2 separate regions of the Hordeum vulgare genome follow, and region 2 is linked to region 1. The links are chromatin contacts, called in public Hi-C maps. All regions are on one chromosome and are shown on one strand. Each heading gives the region's core, a stretch centred on a gene start, on an enhancer-like site or on the middle of the called end of the contact. The rest is flanking DNA. Distances are from core to core; before and after follow the strand shown. Region 1 has its middle 37 kb from the start of LOC123404261. Region 2 holds the start of LOC123439193 (probable serine/threonine-protein kinase WNK2).

What was found. Hi-C and Micro-C count contacts between places; a contact is called where the count stands out from the background.
Region 2: a contact with region 1 is called in a Hi-C map of leaf, with 2.5 times the contacts expected there. The contact joins the promoter of LOC123439193 here to the enhancer-like site in region 1. A contact is called at or near these places in 3 of 6 Hi-C or Micro-C datasets (leaf and seedling).

Annotation. Positions count from the first base shown.
Region 1 is chr1H:8,738,961-8,743,431 of MorexV3_pseudomolecules_assembly, forward strand. No RefSeq gene overlaps it. Among protein-coding and RNA genes, the nearest start is that of LOC123404261, 37 kb to the left of the region's middle. Within about 2 kb of position 1,856, at least 2 of the 3 cell types and tissues checked have open chromatin away from gene starts, as enhancers often do. A contact at or near this core is called in leaf, where this site is marked.
Region 2 is chr1H:8,877,646-8,882,116 of MorexV3_pseudomolecules_assembly, forward strand. LOC123439193 (probable serine/threonine-protein kinase WNK2) reads right to left here and starts at 2,425. Exons shown (of 9, transcript XM_045115969.1): 1 at 2,116-2,425; 2 at 1,951-1,988; 3 at 191-418. The coding sequence starts at 2,193.

The DNA of each region.
Region 1 (4,471 bases), core at 606-3,105:
GCAAAACATATTGCAAGGAAAATTAATGTTCATGAACGTAAGAATTAATGTCCACGCATTTAAAAACTATTTTATGGTATATTACAACCAGTTCATTTGTAATTGGAAAATATTCATCATACCTAATAAGTTAATTGTGTATTAAAAATACCATATATTTAAAATGTTGAAGAATTCACATTTTTTCAAGAAACTTTTAATGCAATAAAAAAGTGTTCACGTATTCTCAAAACTTTCCATCAAACTAGTGCTCACATATTCTCCATAAAACTGAAATTGTGCGAGCATTATAAAAAATACTAAACAATTAACAAACAATACAAACAAATGGAAAAAAACTAAAACTAGAAAGAAACATAAACCTAAAAGAATTAATACAAAATTAAAGAGAAATAAAAAAGATGGAAGACGAAGTGAAATATGAGAGAAGAAAGTACATGCTAAAATAAATGAGAAAAAAACATGAGAACATGTGATCGAACCTACCATGAGATGGTTTATGCTAACTTAACTAACAAATCAAGTAGTGCCATAAAAAACACTCAAGTAGTGCCATAACAAACAGTGTGTAGTCTAGTTCGTTTTACATGTCGTAGTGGGCGAGAAATAGTTTGTCTTTTTTGTTTTTTAGAAAGCATGGTACAAACGTAGATGTCCACAGACACGTATATATACTCACATCTCTGGATGCATGTATACATACCCTACCTCTGTGAGTACCTCTGAAAGACCATCCATTCTTTACTTGTAGGGAAAATATTGTCAAAACGTAAGATTTTTGTAACCCTCGTGTGGCATGGATCGGCCCATTTTGGATGTTTTTTTTCGCCTTCCGACTTCAACTTTTACTCATTATGTTCCATATTTTCAAATACTTTTTCAACCGGTTTTTTTATTTCAAAAAAAATTATTTATTGTGTGTTCACTTTATGGTATTTATTTTCATTTGTTTTCCTAAAAATATTGAATATTTAAAAACATTATGAATAATTTTCAAAGAGTGAAAAAATTGAAATTTATAATTATTTTTACAAATGTATGATTTTTAAATAATGGAAAAATTTTGAATCGTTGAATATATTTTTAATTCATGAGAATCTTATCTATTGAAAAAATAGTAGCTGTTTTTTTAACCATGTATTTGAATTGTTAACTTCTTTGCTATGTGGATGCTACTTAGGAATCCACAACAAAATCTTGCGGCATTAACGAGTTGTCCATAAAGCAGTAAGAATATATTATACCGGTGCTCTCTCTATCTATCTAACTCTCATCATTCTCTCTCATATTTTGTTAAAAATCTCTCTCGTATAAGGTTGTAGGTAGACAAGTTAAGCATGAATATATTAATGGTGTATGATAACCAACAGCAATATACATGGAGGTTTAGTACGTGTTGGTTGTTTTTTATCATGGCATTTTTATAGTGAGGATGGATTTTTTTATTATAAGATGACAGAATGTTTTTTATTATAAGAGGACAGCATTCTTTTATCACAACATTTTTAAGAATGAGAATGGCACTTATTATGAAAAGGATGACGTTCATTATTATAAGAGGATGTGACTTTTATTTCTATAAGAGGAATAGAGGATGAATATTTTTATTATAAGAAGATGGCATTTATTATGAATATTTCATGCATCATTCATATATGATGGCATGTTTTGCTTTTTTGTGTAATAGTTCATACTTATTATACACGAAAATACTTCAGATGTAGTAGTTTATTTTTTTCCTATGTATAATGGACTACAAGGCCTTGTAAAAGGCATGAATGGGCTGCGCTGGTTTGACCCGGGGTCGCTCCTCGCTTACAATTCAAATCAATCGCCGGGACCCTATTTAGCGCCACAGGCGCTGGTTACAAGTCAAATTTGCTAACCGGCGCCTGCAGCGCTCCGCAATGGGTCGGTCCATCCATCATGAACTTTTTTTAACCCGTGAACTCTTTGTGAAATCGGCGAACTTTTTTAAAAATCGATGAATATTATCTGTAAATATGTGAGCCTTTCCAAAAATCTATGAACATAATTTCAAATTCATGAACATTTTTCAAAATCAGTCAACTGTTTTTAAAAATTGATGAACTTTTTTCAAAATCGATGATTTGTTTTTCAAATTCTGTAATTTGTTTGAAAATCCATGAAAATATTTCAAAAGTTGGTGAACGTTTTTTCATAATAATTGAATTTGTTTTGCAAATCGGAACTTTTTGAAATTCGGTGAACTTTTTTCAAAATTTTAATGACCAACACATTTTTACATGGACAGCCCATGAAGAAAAGCGCTGCATCTACTGGTTTCCCTAACCGTCGCTGATGGCGCCGAATAACAGGCGATCTCCTACCTGTGGCATTCTGCGGGAGTCCTTTGGTTGCACAGGGCAATCGCTCGACTGGACCGACCCTTTCTATTCTGCTTATTTCTTTTCTTTTTCCTTTTCTGTTTATTTCCTTTCTTTTTTTAAACTTTGGTTCGTTTTTATTTCTTTTTTCTTTTTATCATTTTTTATGAAAATAAAATAAAGTTGAATTTCCCAATTATTTTATAAAAATATTAACATTTTTGAAACTGTGAACAATTTTTAAAAATGCGAACAAATTGTCAAGCAAAATGTTTTCGAAATATTGTTCAAAAAAATTGAAATTATTAACATTTTTTCTGAAAATTCCGAACATTGGTTGAAATTCCGAAACATTTTCGAAAAAGAAAATCATTTTCCGAATTTGAAGACCATTTTATGAAAACCCGGAACATTTTTTGAAAAAGAAACTTTAAAGTAAAAAAATACGGAACATTTTTCAAAAAGTGTGAAACAGCGACTACTTGCCGCACTGAGCGGTGTATAGATGATCCCGAATAATAGGTCCTACCTACGCCGCACAGGGTCCTACCTACTTTTGCCAGCTTCGTTTCCTTTTTTTCTGCTACTTTTTTCTTTTCTGTTTTATTTCCTTTTTATTGATATTTCTTGTTTCCATTTTCCTTTCCTTTTTCTATTTGAAGAAAAAAAAATTAGAATATGAAGAACAATTTTGAAAAATTTGGAATAAATTTGAAACCGCAAACAATTTTCAAAGCACGAACATTTTTTGAATCTTGGCAATAAAATTTTCAGCAGGAGAACGATTTTGAAAAACCCCAAACAAATTTGAAAGTATAAAATTTTCTTGAATTCTGAGAACAAATTTTGAAAAGGAGAAAATTTTTGAATAATCCTGAACAAATTTGGAAGAGCGAACAATTTTTGAAAGCACGACAATTTTTGAATCTTGAGAACAAAATTTGGAAACAGCAAAAAGTTTTTAGAAAACCCAACCAATTTTTTAAAGTACGAACATTTTTTGATTCTTGATAAGAAATTTGGAACCGAGAACAATTTTGAAAAATCCTAAACAAATTTGGAAGTGCGAACAATTTAAAAGAAAAAAGCATATTTCTAATTCGTGAACAAAATTTTAAAATTGTGATTGGTTTTTTGAAAATGATAAAAAAATAAGTTTAAAAATAAAAAATTAAGTTTCAAAACAAAAAACTGAAAAGCGGATTATTTTTCAAAATGTGAACATGTTCGAATCGGCAAACAAATTTTGAAACTGCGAACATTTTTCAAATTGTAAAAAATATTAAAACAAGAAAAAAAATTCAAATTCGTTGACAATAATATAAAAGTGTGACCATTTTTTTCATTGTGAACAAATTGTAAAAGAACAGGAACATATTTCTTATTTGTGAGCAAAATTTAAAAATTCTGTTTGGTTTTCTGACAATGAGGGAGTTTTTTTAAAACAAGAACATTTCCTAAATTTCGAAAATAATATTTGAAAATGGGTACATTTTTCAGAATCTGAAATTTTGTAACTGAGACCATTTTCTGAATTGTGAATAAATTTCAAAACATAAAAAAATTACGAATTCATGAACAGAATTATAAGGTGTGAACATTTTACGAATTTGAAGAACATTTTTAAAATCGACCACATTTTTTGAAAACCAAAAAAATGGAAAATTCAGATTTTTTTTGAAACAAAAACAGAAAAGAATAAAGTAAAAAGAAAAAGAACAAACCGGTTCATCGAATCTTCTACAAGTTTTTCAAAAACGCTGGAAAGTTCCCAAAACCGGGTCACCGGAGCCTGCTAAATGGGCCAGCCAATTTAAAATCGCTCTGCTCCCCTCCCTGTGCGATGTCCCGACACCGCTTTGCACAAAGCAGCGAATAGAAATTTCCAGCTGCCCCCGGGAGTGGACGCCAGATTTTTTTTCCAAAGCACTCTCCCTAAGGGTTATTTAAACCTTCAAAATGTTTTCATGTAAGTAAAGTAGCTCCCTCGATTGGCCTAACCAGACGTGGCGATAAAACTCAAGGGTTAAAGCATGCTTAGCATGTCGGTGAGCCTCGAAATTCAAACTCCTAAACTCATGAACTCTATTACAAGTCATAAAATCCCTCGCTCGTTCCATTAT
Region 2 (4,471 bases), core at 1,175-3,674, 140 kb after region 1:
GTGCTTCCTCTGCTTATTGGCGCGACCTGCTAGGATCAGAATTATGTGTTTGGGAAAACGCAACACGCTAATTTTTAATCTATGTCCTAATGATGGCAATATAGTGTTAAAGAAGGTGACGTAGCAGCTAATTACAAGTGTTCAAATTTATTAAAAAACTGTAGTCAGGAGGGGGCATGAGAGAACGGACTGGCGCAATGTTCCCGATGTGAAGACTTCTGTGATGAAGTTTATGTTGTTGTTTTTCTTGTCAAGCCATGAATTGTAGAACTTGATTATGTTCTTATGCTTGAGTGTCTTAAGCAACCGCACTTCTGATCTCAGCCTCTCTAAATCATCATTGTTCCGTAATATATCGCCCACTTTGATCTGGTTCCAAGCAACTTCTAGCCCTTCCAGTTGATCAAAAGCCTTGTAACTATATCGACAACATCTGAATTAAGGATTCCAAGTCCATAGAAAGATTTGTGCAAATAAAATTAGAAAGTACTCCCTCTGTAAAGAAATATAAGAGCGTTTAGATCACTACAGTCTTATATTTCTTTACGGAGGGAGTAGAAGAACATTATAATGGGGCTTGTATGTTCTAGCTCTGGACATAGCATGCAAGACTGCAAGTTGGAACATCTAAACTACTTGTCACGCTGTTGCATCAGGATTGCACAAGCACAACCAAATGAATTGCTCACATGAAAACTACATAACCTTGACAACATCAGAAACATGCAATAAAAATGTGTGGTTATACAAGCTTTGTCAACAATTAACATCGAAAACAGAAAGTACAGCTCGAAACTTGCACTAAAACGGCACGATTTAGTGTTGAGCATCTCAATTTGTCAAAGAGTGGCGACAGTTATGCACATACAGTCAGCAAACCTTCCACACAAGTGACAACACAGCCAAGTAATGAAAACTCGAATTCAGTCAAAATTAGGCATATATAATTGCCATATCATCATTCTCAGAAGGACATCAACGAGTGTATGCCAACCAAATGCACAGCAGGAAATGGAAACTTTGAAACAACAAATGCATCCAGAAGTTGCAGCTGGGGCGTGTCTTGTGTGCACACTGTAGGGTGCAGAGGATGGGAGATTATTCTTCCATTATAAAAAAAAATATCCAGGAATCACAGCAGGTCAATGGCAGCTAAAATCCCATTCAAACGAAGAAGAAATAGCAGACGTAAATACCAAAACTACAGCCGAAATCAACACATCACTGGGCATATGAGACCGTTGCAGATTGCAAAAGCTTGCGCGGACTTTGTGAAAATTGAATCTTAACCAAGCAGGACAAGGCAAACAACCCCAGACAGAAAAAAAAAATCAGAAATACGAAGAAAAAAAATGACAAGTAATCACAGCAGGTTAATGCAAGCTAAATTCACATTCAGGCGAAGAAGAAGAAATGGCAGGTTTCTGCAGAGGGTAGATAGCATTCACCCACCCACCGTAGATAGCAGGCAATAATACCAAACTTAAGCAGAATTCAATGCATCAGAAGGCATATGGGAAAGTCATATCATTCATAGAAGGACAGCAACTACTGTATGCCAGCCAATGCGCAGCAGGAAATGGAAACTTTCAGGTGACAAATGGAATCAGAGCTGGGTCGTGTCGACCGCAGAGGTCTTGCGATTATTCTTCCATTATATACAAAAAAAACTCGAGCAATCACAGCAGGTCAATGCCAGCTAAACTCCCATCTAAACGAGGAAGAAATCACGGGTTTTCGCACAGAGGAGATAGATATCATTGAAACCCCTGACATACTAGGCACATATAGATACCAAAAGTTGAGCAGATTATCAACGCATCACAGTGCACGCGCGACTGTTTCGAACAGCGAAAGGGCCCCGTGGACCGGGTAAAAAACCGAATCTTGGCCAACCAGGAGGAGTCAAACGGCCCCCGGGAAACGAATCGAGCGGCGCGGAAAGGATACACCGTCTTGAACGCGCCCTTGCCGAGGACCTCCGTGTACTGCATCAAATCAAAGAAACGAAACAGGGGGCGCCGTCCGCCGGATCAGCAGGTGTTGAGGACGGGGTCGCGTGGAGGGGGGTGGGGAGAGGGAATGAATGGGCGGTGGAGGAGGTCGGATCGTTACCCGTCCGTAGCGGGCGGTGGGGTCGACCTCGGCGAACTCCGGCTCGGCGTCCGTCTCCGGCGGCGGCGTGGGAGGCATGTCCCCGCCCGGCGATCCGCGGTTGAGGGAGGGGTGGGGCGGGGCGGGGCGGTGGGTGGTTGGGGTCACAGGAGTCTCGCGGCGGGAGCAGGCTTTGTGGCGCCCATGGCGGCTGAGTCACGGTCACGGCGATCTGAATGGAGAGGGGAGAGCTGGCAGAAATGGTGGTCCGTCGGAGTGATGGGGAACTCTGGCCGTGGCCGTGGGCGTGGGCGAGGCCGCAAGTGGAGATTTTTTTGTTCCTCCGTCCGAGGCTGCAAAAGCCTGCTCGCTTTTAGCCCATTTACGGGCCGTACCGAGTCCGGGAAAACCGGTTTCTTATTTTGAGACGGAGGGAGTATGATTTTACCGTTCACTCCATATTAACGTTGCCAAATCACCCATCTTTTTCAGATAGGGGGTGCCGGGAAATGTTCAAGGGGAAATCAAGGGTCTGCTCAATGTCCCTAATGAAACCTTAAATCCAGAAAAAATCTTTTATTTATGCAAAAAACAACATCATGGTAATTCTGCTGAAAACGGCGTCAGTCCGGGTTAGTTCCATTCAAATCATGCAAATTAGAGTCCAAAACAAGGGCAAAAGAGTTTAAAAAAGTACATACGACGAAGACGTATCAGTCATCATAGCTTCTGACTCCAAGCAAACGGTTGCAGATATAAAGAAGGGTGCAAAAGGGCGGAACGGCTCCATAGTCCATGAAATTTCCCTTAGCGCTACTCTTTTTCATTGTAATTTTTCTTTTGAAGGTCGTGCTGCTAATACTGAAGCACATAAACTAGCCAAGTATCCGCTTGCTTTGGGTCCGGGGCGACACATTTGGCTGGGACAACCCCATGATCCGCTTTGTATCCCACTAAATGTGGCTTTTGATGAATAAAATTGGTCTTACCCCTCAAAAAAATTATAATAATTCCCCTCAAATTACTTTGTAAACTTTCCAGTCAGATAAAAAGATTCTTTTCTTTCTTTCTCCGGAAGAAAAGAAAGGCAATCTAGATCTCGTGTGGTGCTACCAGCCTTCCGACGGCTTTCCTGCATTGATAACCTTCCAGTCGTCGAGGGTGAGGGGGTCATGCGGACCCGTGTACCTATAGTGTTGGTTTTCGGTCGGTCACTCGACACGTCTTGGCTCCGGCTACGGTGACGGTAGCCGTGAATAAAAGTAGTCCAAACCATCCTTCAGCGTGGCGTTCTGTTTCTCTGGTCGGTGATGGGGTCTTGATGGTGGTTTGTTGAAAAGGGGATGTTGTGGTGGCAACATCCCTGTGGTGGACTTGCGTCGTCGAGCTACCCTGCTGAACGGGTTTTGCTCTGTCACTTGTGCCGAGCTCGGGAGTTAGTTCAAAAGAGGATGAGGACGGTGATCTATGTCCGGCGACAGCTGGAAGACGATGGATCATGTATTGGGTTCATGGTTGGTGGCTGGCGGATCTGGTTTCCTCTTCGATGTCATCACGCAAGGATGCCACATTTAGAGCTCAATGGCATGTCCGGGGGTGTTGCCTGATTAAATTCTTTCTGGAACAATGGATTTTCCTTTTGTGAGCTACCCTGGAGATACGAAAAGTTTGTGGTTAGTGATGGAACCACGTGGACTTCGGGTGAAAATGTGATATGTGTCATTTTCATTCAACGCTTGTTGTGGTGACAGCGGGGGCAGGTGACAGACGTTGGTTTCAAGCTGAGTTGATTCTTCGGTCTCAATTGTAATTTTACTTCTTGGTTGTGGGTCCTTTGTGCAAAAGCTAAGATTCTGTTATCATAATAGTTCTATCAGGTTGGTGACGGACTCTAAATAGAAGCTTCATTGCCTCCCCTTTGGCTCTTGGGCTGGGAGGAAGAAGAGAGTTCGTCGTTTCCCCAAAAATATTGATGGACCGGTGATGAAGACTAACAAACAACCTCCATAGCATGCGCCAAAGTCTCTCCACGGCCACCATATCAATGATGAGCTCCAACCCAACCTACAATTTTTATCTCTGTGCGGGTCCCATGCCATTTGCCCACCTCCACGGCGGTTCCAAGAAGCAAGGTCGAGCGAACGACCTCCTTCGAAGAAGAATATCAAGGACTATGTGTTGGGGAACGTCGCATGGGAAACAAAAAATTTCCTACGCGCACGAAGACCTATCATGGTGATGTCCATCTACGAGAGGGGATGAGTGATCTACGTACCCTCGTAGACCGTACAGCAGAAGCGTTAGAGAACGCGGTTGATGTAGTGGAACGTCCTCACGTCCCTCGATCCGCCCCGCGAACAATCCTGCGATCAGTCCC